2 separate regions of the Drosophila melanogaster genome follow, and region 1 is linked to region 2. Evidence: chromatin contacts called from public Hi-C data. All regions are on one chromosome and are shown on one strand. Each heading gives the region's core, a stretch centred on a gene start, on an enhancer-like site or on the middle of the called end of the contact. The rest is flanking DNA. Distances are from core to core; before and after follow the strand shown. Region 1 holds the start of DNaseII (Deoxyribonuclease II). Region 2 holds the start of cpo (couch potato).

Region 1 (6,102 bases), core at 2,817-5,316, 100 kb after region 2:
AAACAAATTGTAAGCAAGCTTTTTACATCATAATTTTCGAATGGTTTTCGAAAGAGTTCGTTCAGCCTTGTTTAAACCAATATAAGTATATATATATATACGGATAAAATCTTACATTTTTACCAAAGTTGTCCTTACTAATTAAACAAGTTATGTTAACCAATTCACACACAATTTGTTAAACAAAAACAGAAGGAACCCACGAGTAAATCAACTAATTTTAAACGTTTTTTAAAGCTTAGTTTAGTGTAAACGTGACTAGACATACCAAAGGCATATTTGAAACAAAAACCACAGTTGTTAGAAGGAAATATGAAACAAAAAGAGAAACATTTACTAATTGGTACTGTTTTAGCCCTTTTTCCATACAAATTTTCTTTAAATATTTAATTACATTATTTCCCCGTCTAACTTTAGTCGAATGTAAAATGCATATTCCGTCCAATTACATTTCGTGCTTTCCTCTTGCCCAAAAAAAAAAAAAAACATCATCTCTTCGCCAGCATCGCGTTGGTTTAAGAGGCATCATCATTCGGAGTTAAGAACAGAGGTCTACATATAAGTCTGTAATCCTAACATACACACACACACACACACGCACGCACACGCTCACCACAAAGACAAGTAAATTAGTTAAAGTTTTAGCGTGTAAGCAAGGAAAAATGTTTAATTATACATAATATACTAATGCATATCATTAAATTGCGCCTTTCAAAACAATTAAGAAAAACAAAATGCCCGACGATGGAAAACAAAAATATTTACAACTATAAATAAGCATAAATAACGAAACAAAAATCGATAGATGCTAAAGTACGAAACAAATATTTTCGAAATTAATTTTTAGCGCCTAAGTGTGGTCGACGAGCCCAAAAGTATGCAACAAAAGCAATGGAAGTACGCATAAGTGTGTGAGTGTGCAAAAGTGTGTGTGCGTGTGTGTGCGTGTGTGCATCTGGGAAAATCTTGTGCAATTTTCATTGAAGATAGTAAGCGATAAGAAGAGGGAAAACCAGCGCGTTGGCAAGGTTGTTCAGTCCCCACCCCCAAATAGAAAAAAAAACCATTTTGAGGCTTGATTTCCAAACATTCTTTAAGCTAAATTTCATAGCTCTATATACATCCAGATTTTACATATCTGCAGCATGCAAATATTAAACTAAAAATTGGGAATATCTCGAAAACACAACAGAAGATGAAAACCTAGCTCGTTAGGGATAAACTAGAGAATGCTAAAATGAATGACAGAAAAACTAAACTAAACAATATGAATTATGGGAACATTATATGAATATATACATACGCATATATTAAAACATTTTTGAAACAAAACGAAAACCTAATAATAATTACAAATGATGGAAAAAATAACAAATACATATCAGCAAAACGGATAAAGAAGAAAACTTTTACAAGCAACATTATTAAGGAACATAAAACCGATATGTTTTGATGTGGTTTTTAAATTTTTAAACATTGTAAGCGCAAAAAGGCAGAAAGCAGTTACCAAAAAAAAAAAATTAAGGGGGAAGCAAGCATAACTGATTGAAAGCTTAGTAATAGATTACGGAACTACTTACATAATGCCTAGCTATATGCTTACCTAGTAATGTCATATCTAAATACATATGTGGCAGCAGTAATAGCAAGACAGTAAAAGTAACAGTAAAAATAACGATAAAAATCAGTAACAGTATATATCCTACTCTATTGTATTTATTGTACGGCTATAATTTGTGTATCGAAAATCTTTGATTGATTGATTTCTATTTAGTTTAAGTTGCCTCCGAAATTGCCTTATGTTTGCCTAAAAAAAAAAATAAAACTAAAAATTTAAATTACCAACAATTTAATACTAATTTCTAAGTAATTTATATGTATATGTATGGTATACCTCTATGATAAACCCTTATATAAATATACTTATATCATTTGTGTAGCCTTAACTTAGAACTTTTCAATTGACGGTATTAATTACGCATAATAAAACTTTATATTTTGTTCGTTAAACAAACCCATTATTGTTTCACTCAGTTCCAAATCTCACACAACCAAGCGATAAACCTTTGAAGAAACGAATTTTGAATTAGTGACAATTTTTGCAAGAAAATTAAAACCAACTATACAATTACATATATTAATACCACATATATGCATCGCTCTCCCCATTTCAAGTTTTGAGTCATTTGCGGGAGAGTCAACTAGAATGGCATTGTACTCAACCTGGTAGGTCTGAGAAAATCGCTGTATATTTGTAATACTTAAATACTATGCATATCTATATCTTATACAGACAGACATATGTATAGTATCTTTAGAGGGTTAAGTAGGAAAGGTAACTGATATTGAATATTGAAAATATCAAGGCAGAGAAAGGTATCGAAATACCGGCAGATAAATGAAGATAACACAAGTCAAAACATATCAAACTCGTGCCCGATTAAAACTATATATACACATATATATACACTATATATATATATATATATATATATATATATTAATGAAAAGCAGGCGCAAATTAGGCGCAGCAAATTTCAAAAATAACAAAGAAGGAGAATGATAAAATTATTAAATATGCCGAAAGTCTAACGGGAAATGCAATTTTATTTGCATAACTCAACAGTTGAGTCTACTTTTATCCGTAAATAATACGAAAATAATGATTAATATTAATTGAGATATTAAAAGTAAAAAAAAAAAAATACAAGAAATGGCAAGTATTTGTCTATTTTGAGGCTCATTTATTTAACATTTTCGCGAAACCAAGTACGACCTTCTTTTTTCAAATCGAATAAAGATCTTTGCTAATATTGTAAAAAACAAATTGATTTTTCAAGCAAATGAAAACCAAAACGTATAGCTAAATATTATTATAAAACTTACATAAAACAGAAACAAAACTCGTATATATATATATATAAATATAAATATCAGCCTTGTTCTTTATATATATATTTGAAAAACCAAAAAAATGAAAAACCATACAAAATATTAATAAATTATTAACAACTATGAAAAAATTGATACAAAAAAAAAAAATACATAAAAAATATTTAGCGAAAATATTGTATTGTGAGTTTAAATGTATTGTTGCATACGAAACCAAAGAAATGACATAACAAATCGGTACACCTAAGTTAAATATAAATCTAAATGGCAATACCAACCGATTGGCAAAACAAAAAGAAAAAAAAACATAATATCATCTGATAATATCATATCAGATCGGATCAAAGCAGATCAGAGGAAATTCGAAACAGAATGAAAGGTGAACCATTTTTTCACAGACAGCCACCAGCGATAAGAACTAACGAAGTTGAATTCAATTAATTTACCAGACAGTTTATTTCCAATATAATTCAATATTAGCAGATGGGCTCGCCCGCCCGCAAGACAAATTATACAATTTGATAACGATAATATTTTCATGCGATCACGATCGAGGAGGAAAGCACAAACGATATGCCCTGCAATGCAAACGGGGAAAAGAGCAACAAATTGCAGTTTTCAGCAGGCGACAAATTATAATAATACAATACGAATAATAAATAAAAACTTTAACAATTGTTTTGTGTAATTGTAAAGAAGTGGAGTTCTTTTCACCGCCAGTGGGATGAATGGGATGTTTATGTGATGATGGTGAAATGGGTAAGTATTTATAATATGTTACAGATTGGACAAGATTCTTAGTAGTTTCTTATAATATCCATAAAAATGAAGTCAAACATATTTAGTAGAGTATAATATATTCGTTGTAGCCGCATTTAGTGCGCTTGGCTTATCAGCGACCTCTCTGTTCGACTGATCTTTTGCAATAAGTGGCTGACCCCTCAGATAGCAGACAACGTGGCGATAGGCTGTGTTAAAAACCCAAACACGACCAAATATTTACAAATCCAACTTTTAGATAAAACAGACAAACAGCAAGGATCTCAGTTTTCACTCGATTCAAGCGTTTTTACCTGGTGAAGAAATCGAAAAAGATTAAGATGGATTTCAATTTGCGACTGAGACACCCTGTATGAGCACAGCCGTTGATTGGATTGGATTCACTGACACTTATTTAGTTGTTTTCCGGCCGAGCAACTTGAAGGTTGTACAATGCGATCTCTGTGCTTCGTTTTGCTGTTCGTTTGGTTTTTCTACCAAAACGAAGCTAAGTCTAAGGTTTCCTGTAAGGATGAAGCTGGAAACGATGTAGATTGGTAAGTATTTCGATTAACAGATCAAACAATAAATAGTTTAGTTCTTAAAACATTACTAAATGTGCTTATTAGAAAAGTTACTTATAAATATTGGCCTTTCACATACTTTTTCATTTATCTGCAGTCGCTGTTTGCATATCATTAACAATTTGCAAACACAACGTATTTTAGTTATTTATATACACTGCTGTATTGAGATTATTCTAAAAGAGGCGATAAACAAATTGAATATGATGAGTTCAAGTTCAAGCGGAAAAATTGATAATAATTGTACAATACTGTGTGACAAGAAATTAAAAAGTAATTAGTGTGTTATTTTGTTTCCTAAAATGAGAGATTTAAATCAAAGTTGTTTGCTACAAACAAACTTAATCAATTTGATAACAATAACATCATTTTTAATACTTTTCCATTTCCAAAAATAGATTAAATGGTAATTATTTTTTTTTTTTAATATCTTAAAAACAAATTTCCAAAGATTGAGGGGTTTTCTCGATGAGATAAACATGTTTTTAATTTATTTAATAATTTTTTTTCAAATATTCCTTTATAATTTTAGGTGGCACCTTTACAAACTGCCCAAGCACTACCAGCACAACGATTTGGGCAAGGACACCAGTGGCTTGAAGTACCTGTACGTGACCAGCCAGAACTATGACACCTGGCAGATGTCGGGAAAGTTCATTAGTGATCCCCTATCGCTGCCTGCCCAGACCCTTAACCCCTTGAACGACGATCCCAGCCACACTCTGCTGGCCGCCTACAACGATCAACAGCCGAATGGCACGGTTTTCAGCAGCGGTGGTCATGCCAAAGGAGTGGTGGCCAGTGATGGGGAGACGGCTATTTGGATTGTCCACTCGGTGCCCAAATTTCCAACAATTCCGGACTACAGCTATCCCACATCCGGCGAGCAGTACGCACAGAGCATGCTCTGCGTCACACTGAAGGGCGAGGATTTGGAGAAGGTTGGTCAGATTCTGGTGTACAATGAACCGCACTTCTACTATCAACGCAACCCGCTGGCCACTCGCTCCGATGAGCTGTTCCCGAGCCTGGAAAGGGCTCTGCATGGTCAGTGGCGGACGGAATCACCGTTCCAGAAGGACTTGGAGGTGCGCAGCTTGGACGGCAAGAAGTTCCGGCTGTTTGGCAAGAGTGGACGCGCCAATGTGGAGCTGTACGCCGATGTGGTCGCACCCACTCTGGATGTCAGTCTTTTTGTGGAGGCGTGGCGCGACGGTGCCGGCAACTTACCGAATAGCTGCGATAAGTCCGATAAGGTTCTCAATGTGGAATCCATTTCCAATCCGGAGCTATCGGTGGACTTTAAGACCACACAAGATCACTCCAAGTGGGCGGTATCTCGTCCCACAGGCATTTTGATCTACCATTGGCGAGTTGGCGGCGGAGATTGGATTTGTGTGGGCGACATCAACCGGCAAGAAGGTCAGTTGCATCGTGGTGGTGGAACCGTGTGCCACAAGAGCGCCAGGGTATCCAATCTGTACCGCCAACTGGTCACCAACTACGACAAGTGCGCCCAACAGGAATAGAATCTGAACTAACTAAGACTATTTGTAAAGTTGCGTCAACAATTAAATAAACACCATTTTTGCATTACATTTAATGCATAAGAAAATTGAAAGATGTTGAAAAGAGGTATTATTTATACAAAGAACTTATTTGCATTTGTTATAGATAATATATAATAATTTAAATTTTAAATTTAAGGCGCCGTGCAACTTCTTTTCTTTTTCTTTCTGCTCTTTTCCGGACACTCGCTAGCGCCATTTCTTCAACGCACTCTTGTCGTACATTTTAGGTACTAAAAAGCGCATTGAAAACTAGGTGGCGCTCGTACTTAAACTTTTCTTAATTCTATAGCTGTTGC
Region 2 (7,014 bases), core at 3,277-5,776:
GTTGTAATTATGTTGCATGCTGCCACTATTGTTGTAACACTCACACACACAGACGCGCACATTGGGGAAATAAAAGAGCGAGAGCGCGCGAGTGAGCGACTGAGAGAGCACACTGCAGCTGGCAGGAAATACTGGGACGTTTTTGTGGCAATACTGGGTTTCACCACACACTGAACGGAGGCCAAAGGCCAACGCGGGTTAGCCAAGTTAATCATACGCACTGTTGTACATAAAAAAATATTTACTCCGATTTGAATTAAAATTTCGAGGCATTTTAAATTGAATGGAGAAAGTTTAGTTACTAGAATAGTTTTTGTCATAATTGTTTTGGCTAACATTCTTTAGTTTTGATTGTGTGTGGTGAACTTTCTCTCTCGTTAACTGTCGCTCTCCCCTGACTTTTCATCCACATTAATAGTAATTTTTTTCCATATGAAATTGTTTTAAATTTATGACCTATCAAAGCAATTGACAGTGTCAATGAAATCTTCTATATTTCAAATTATAATTACAAAACTCAAGGATGAAGGACAGTCGTTAACTGCGGTAGACCTCCTTGAGTGTGTGTTAGTTTATTTTTCTGCATATTTAATGCGTTCATCCGCACCGAATCCTGGCCAAAAGGATCACGGCCAACACAACAAAGGAGCACAGAGGCGAGAAGTCGAGGAGAGAAGAGAGCGGAGAGAGGCGAGTTTTTGGGTGGGATTGCGTGGCGTTGTGTGTACAGAAAAAAAGCAACCAGCTCACGAACGGCGGAAAAAAGTTGGAAAAAAAAGTGAACGAATCAAATTTTGTCGTGGAGACCAATGAAAAATGCAGAATTTTCTTACATTTTTTATACACTTTCTTGTAGGTTGTTGGAGCTGTTTTGCGTTTGTGGTCATTAGCTTAAATCACAATTGGTTTGCACTTAGATTTTATGTAGATTTGTGTGTGTATAACATATACGTATATATCTATATATATATGCTTGTATGTGTGGCTATATATATATATGTATATAACTATGTGTGCAGCATTCCATATGCGCAAATGAATTTTCCGTTTAGCGAGCTCATTTCGTTTTTTTTGTTGCTGCAATTTTCGCTTGTTTAATTGTTGTTCGCTGGCGCTTAAAGCCTGATGTTGCTGCTTTCTGCTGGTGTGTGATTTTGTTGCTGTTGCTGTACTGCCTGCTGCACCAACAACAACTAGATGGAGTGCGGCGACAACAACAACGACAACGACGACGGATGCGACGACGGCAACGACATCACGACGGCACGACAACGACTGAAAACTGGACCCGCAGCTGGAGCTGGAAAAGCTATAGAGCCCACGATATGGCCCACCTACATCAGGAATTCGCTTCGATTGTCGTCAGCAGTTCAGGAATTTCTCTCTCGCTATCCCCGTATCACTCGGATTCTCTCATGAAAAGGGACTCTCTCTCTCTCTCTCTCTCACACACACTGCCTGTCGTTCGCGTGGTGAATTGACCAGGGAGTTGTTAACCAGGCAAGTGGGAGCACATGTTTCTCTCAGTGTTATGAGTGGCTTTTCATATTTCATGTGCAATTTTAACACCTACTACAAACTAACTGCCGAGTGTGTGACTCCAACTTTCACCACACACCCCCAAATACCCGCCCCCTTTGGGCATTACATGCTCATATGGTTGTTTTGCGCAAACATTAAGCAACAACATCGTGTTGCATATTCATAAAATTCAACTCCTCATCCAATGGGGGGCGTGTGTGTTTATGGAAATATGTTCACTGTTCACTTCCTCCCCTTGCTTGCTGTTGCCAAAAAAAAAAAGAAAAGAAAAACAGTTTTTCATTGCATTTGGGGATGTTCTTGCAGCAGCAGCGCCAATTTGGAACGAATCGCTCTTTATTGCATACTTCGAGGGGCAGGGAAATGATCCCTTCTCAGCGAATATTATTGAAAAGATTTGGCAGCTCAATCGAGCTTAAAATTGCAATAAACTTGAATAGGTTAACAAGCTGCGAAATACAGAAATATATTATAGTTTTTATGCTAGAAATCATTATATATACTTATACTTAGTTGTAATTTCATTTATATTTATTTCTTCTAAAACTTTAGCAATTTCCTTTAAAATGATTTCGCTTGCTTAGATCTGCTTTAAATCCATTTGAGCCAAATCTATTTTTGGATGCCCAACTTTTGACCTTAACACATCACGTGCTTGTCAAAAATATCCAACACTCAAAGCCCACAAAAATTTGTACACTTCTGTTGCATATTTCTCAATTGGCTTGAGTTGTCGTCGCTGTTATCGCTTTTATCTGTCAGCTTATCGCAGCCATCATGAGATTTGGCGTAAATTGTCACAGCCACTCCAGGCCAGCCTTCCTTCACCAGTGCATTTCCTTTACTTTGGATGCCTTTGGCAGAGTTACAGAGAAATAAATAAGTAATATTACTAATATGCATACGAATCAATGCATAGTTATTAAATATATCGAACAAATATCTGCAGTATCTTATTTGTAGTTTAACTATCAAAGTCCCATATAACAATAGTTTTAGTTTGGGAATTGATCTAGGTACAAATTAAAAATATTTTTATTATAATACTAAAAACCATTTAATTAATAGAATATTACTTTAGTTTGTCTTAATTCAACTACAAATTTGTTCTCAGCGTATGACAGCTGAAAACAGAAAGATAAACGCGTTTCTGGCTGTCGAAACTCTTATTCCATTGCTGATAGCCTGCTCACGTGCAGTGTCTTCGGCTCGCAACACTCGCACACCCGCAACACTCGCACAGTCGCCGGCACACACACACACTGGCACACGAAGGGGAGCGATTGGATTTCCGGCGGAGATGAGAGCAAGCTACGTGGGCGGGGGGAGTGGCAGGTGGAGTCTGGGAGTGCCAGGAGCTGTATTTGGCCGCCAGCATTTTCCGATGTTGCCGCTTACTTTGTAAGTGTGCGTGTGTGTGCGTTTGTGTGTGTGTCTGGGCGGCTGACGTCATTGAGCTTTTTATTGATTTTCATTTTAACCAAAAAAAAAAAAGAAAAAACAAGAAGAAAACATACTTGGGCTAGGACGCAGGGCAGGAAGGCCAACAGATGTCATCCAAGAAAAGTCGAAATGCGCAATTAAAGAGAGAGAGAGAGAGACTGCAAAGGGGGCTTTCTCGAAGGAAGTTTTTGACAAGAATTTCTTGGGGCCAGCGAATGCTGTGTTGTAAGGTAATTACAAGGAAGAGATGCTTTACAATTTCTAAGAGTTAACTTTAGTTGATTTCAAGCTGCACGTGAATAAAAGCACTTCAAATACAAGTGAAAGCCCACAAACGTATTATGGTGTAATTTAATTTATTGTTTGCAAGCTCAACTGCGTAATCAGGCTGTTTATATAAGTGTACACATATAAACCTGATGTATTTTGATTTTTCTATTATTGTTTGTCAAACAATCGTTATGGCTGATTTTGTTATTTTTGTTGCCTGGTGAAAGCTATGGAAATTAGGTCTATTTGCACAGGCAATTAAAGACTGCCTGGTTTTGGATGAGCACAAATTTAAATTTAAGTTGAATTATAACATATTTTAAAAAAAAATTATAATTACTTAAGGCATTGGTTATCATAACAAAATATTGTGCTACATCACAAACAAAATGCATATTTGTTCGAAAGGGTGTTTTTAAAAAACTTCTACCTCTGTCATATAAATTTAATTAAAAAAAAGTATGTGATTTAATTGAAATTAAAAAAAAATTCTTTAAATTTATTTTACAACAATGATTTTAATACGTATTTATTTTAATAGAAAAATATACATATTTTTGAAAATCTACATCTACAACTAAAGCGACACCTGCCGGCGCGCCACTACAATTCAATTGTGCGGCGAATTAGAAACTTCGCTGTATTAGCCAAGGCAACCACCGGAAATAGTCATAAATTTAGCCGATTCAGCTACCATTGTACCAAAGTACGCCTTTCGTCTTCTCTAAAAACCTGCGCAGAATTAATACGCTTTCTATCTTTCGCTCTTCTACGGGATATGTCAAAGTGACAAGACCATTAAGGCAGACAATGTGAAAGCTATATAAGCGACAAGAGAGCGAAAAACAAACAGATAAAGATAAAGCCACCCCCAAAAAGCCGCCCCTTGCCGTAAAACACGGACCCCCACCAAATGGAAGACAGCCAAACAACCCCCGAAAAAGCAAGGAAAAAATTCAGGAAAAATACCTGAATGAGATTATGATGGGCCTTGAACGAAATGCAAGGGCCAGGGAAAATTGAGAATTTTATTTCAGGCGGGGGGTTAATATTAAGGAGATGCACCACCCACAACAAGCACTTAATAACAAATGTGTGCGTGTGTGTGGGCGCTCTCGCAGGACTTCCGTTCGCTCTTTTCTACGCTCTCTTGGATGCTTTTTGGATCTGCGCGCAGCAATCTCAACGAGATGGGGCGAAAATCTCTAATAAGGATGCCCGATGATGAAAAATTCATGGCCTGGCATCGCACGCATCCTGCGCTGGCTCCTGAGTAAACGAAAACACTCCGACTCAGTCACACGCAGCGAACACAGAGGCCAGCGATATATATAGTGAAAACCCCGAAAAATATAGCCAAATTGAGACCAATATCTGAAATTGTGCGATAAATAAAACGCTGCATACCCCGCAGGGCGCAGCCAACTTATTCCGAAGCCAAATCGAGAAATTCTTCGAAACGCGAGTGCCACCAAAAATTTATTGTTTCGAATTCGCAGCCAGTGATTGTATAATTTCCATTGCTTTGCTATTTTTACGGGTGTGGGCCGTCCAACGGCAGCGGCAAAGAGGATATATCTATCTACATATATCTTCCAGGATATACGGATTAACCCAATCTGCGCCAGAGATAATTACCGAAAATCGACAAATTCCCGGGCATAAAAACTTAATTGACTTGAATAAATAATTTCCAACCCGAGTTGTTGTTGTTTGTTCGCCTACGGTTTTTTTCGGTGAAAGCGAATGCGGGCCCAAAGCGGAATCGGAAAAAGTTACTGAAATACAACGGCAGGAAAAAAAAACGAATACATAGAGAAACTGCCGCTGCCGTTGCCGCCTGTGAAAGCAAAGAGAAGGGGGTGGAGAAGGAGCGTGGGCAAAAAGAGAGCGAGAGGAAGAAAGCGCGGAGGAGGTCGCGGAGTTGGAGAAAGGGGGCTCGAGGAGTAAGAGAAAGCAGCCATTACTGCGAAAGAGAGCCAGAGTCGGAAGAGAAAGTCCAAGAGACAACATCGCAATTTTGTGGAAGACATTCACAGTGGATGGAAAATTTATAAACAAAAGTTAAGCCCTTAAGAGAATGCTGACAAAATAAAAAAAAAACGCACGATAAATATATTTTAGAAATGTAACTTAAAAGAAAAGACTCATATCAACACATATCATTCTATAGTCTATAGAAAATATTAAATAACTAAATATACAACAACAAAAAAAGCTGAGACAAGCAGCTAAATAATTCCAGCAATTACCTAAAAACCAAAACGATATTTTATTGTCTTAAAAGAATAGAAACCAATGCGATAACCATACATATCATGTAAATCGTTTAATGCCAAAAGGTGAAATATGAAAAGTATATTAAATTAGCACATTTAAAAGAAATGTAATTCAAGAAATTAAAAAAATCTACGAATGGAAACGTAAACATATCATGTAAAACGCCTAAAAAGCTTGCTGAATCCCTAATCAAGCTTTTTTATCTTATCAACAAAATAAAAAACAAAACAAATGAACTAGCCTAAGGAGAGTTGTGCAAATTATCGCATACATATCAAAGCTCTTGCAAAGAGCAAATATAAATATTAAATTTACAATTATCTAAGATCTAGTTACCTTAGAAAATCCAAAAGAACAGTAATTTTTGTTAGAAGTTTTACATTAGTTGTCTCGAATATAACAAGAGAGAGATATATACATACAACAATATTGTCACATATCATTGAGGAAGCCTCAGCAAAAGTCTAAAACTATAACGACTAGAAAACATATCAATTAAATTAGACTGCGTGTTTATGAATGCTACGCGAAAATATTAATTACTTTATCAAGCGGACCAATTGCAAATGACGAGAAGACTTCATTGAATTCCAGACGACGGATTGAAAAATAACTAAAGTTCTTAAAAGGTAAGTTTTCACAATAATGAAACCATTAACTGAAAATGGTGGGCTTCTGTGGAATAAACGTAAAGGATTGTGTCATCTGAAACGATATATTAATATTAATTAGAAACAGAATATAACATTTTGCTATGATGTTTCCGTGCATTAGTCAACGGTAACGTTGTGGTGAAAATTGGCCTACACTAATTGACATTCTCTCTTTACGTCAAAGGGCTCTTAATTAGAAAATCAAATCCGAGAATGCTTTTGTGGTTTTGGCGAGCCGCCTCCCCACCAGATGTATTTCCATACGCCGAAAGCAATCATAAACTTTTAGCCCTAAGCGTGTGAGCTTAGGTAATCCACAAAACAGCCCAAAAATAAAACCGTTCGGGACCCCAACATTTTATGCGCCAATGGGTCTGGAGGGTATTCGTGTTTCGCTAAACCATAATGAGCCTGTCGAAGTGAAATTTGTTGCTGCAGCGCCTAGGATCATGCCACAAACATCTGCAAGCACCAACATACGGGACAAAATCAATAGGCGGCCATGTGTGTGTGTGCATGTGTGCGTGTGTAGGTAAACAGCTAGAAAAATCAACCGACACACACGCAAGAGGCGGTGGAAAAGCGAGTGTGTGTGGAAGGAGTGAGAGAGAGAGAGAGGGGATTTTCTCCTTCGTCTCCACGCGCGCTATTAAAATTTTCATTTTTATGATTATCGCTTGTGAAAATCCGCAACAATTGTGCCGGTTCACACGATGCAAAAGGGACTAAGCACACGACGCACAGGCAGGCAGCAGGACACCTACGATGATGAAGCCGCGAGCCAGGGAATACAGTGCGTATGCGTGTTATTTCTCCGCGACTGAGC

Evidence for each region. Hi-C and Micro-C count contacts between places; a contact is called where the count stands out from the background.
Region 1: a Hi-C map of the Kc167 cell line shows a contact between it and region 2, with 2.1 times the contacts expected there. The contact joins the promoter of DNaseII here to the promoter of cpo in region 2. A contact is called at or near these places in 14 of 107 Hi-C or Micro-C datasets (the Kc167 cell line, the PNm cell line, the S2 cell line and 6 more).

Annotation. Positions count from the first base shown.
Region 1 is chr3R:18,015,309-18,021,410 of dm6, forward strand. DNaseII (Deoxyribonuclease II) reads left to right here and starts at 4,067. Exons shown (of 2, transcript NM_142415.3): 1 at 4,067-4,208; 2 at 4,768-5,853. The coding sequence starts at 4,105. The coding sequence ends at 5,764. cpo (couch potato) reads left to right here. Exons shown (of 11, transcript NM_001014631.3): 11 at 1-3,584.
Region 2 is chr3R:17,915,306-17,922,319 of dm6, forward strand. cpo (couch potato) reads left to right here and starts at 4,527. Exons shown (of 11, transcript NM_001014631.3): 1 at 4,527-6,164. It overlaps Rim (Rab3 interacting molecule), which reads right to left and starts at 1,273. Exons shown (of 24, transcript NM_001260238.2): 1 at 834-1,273.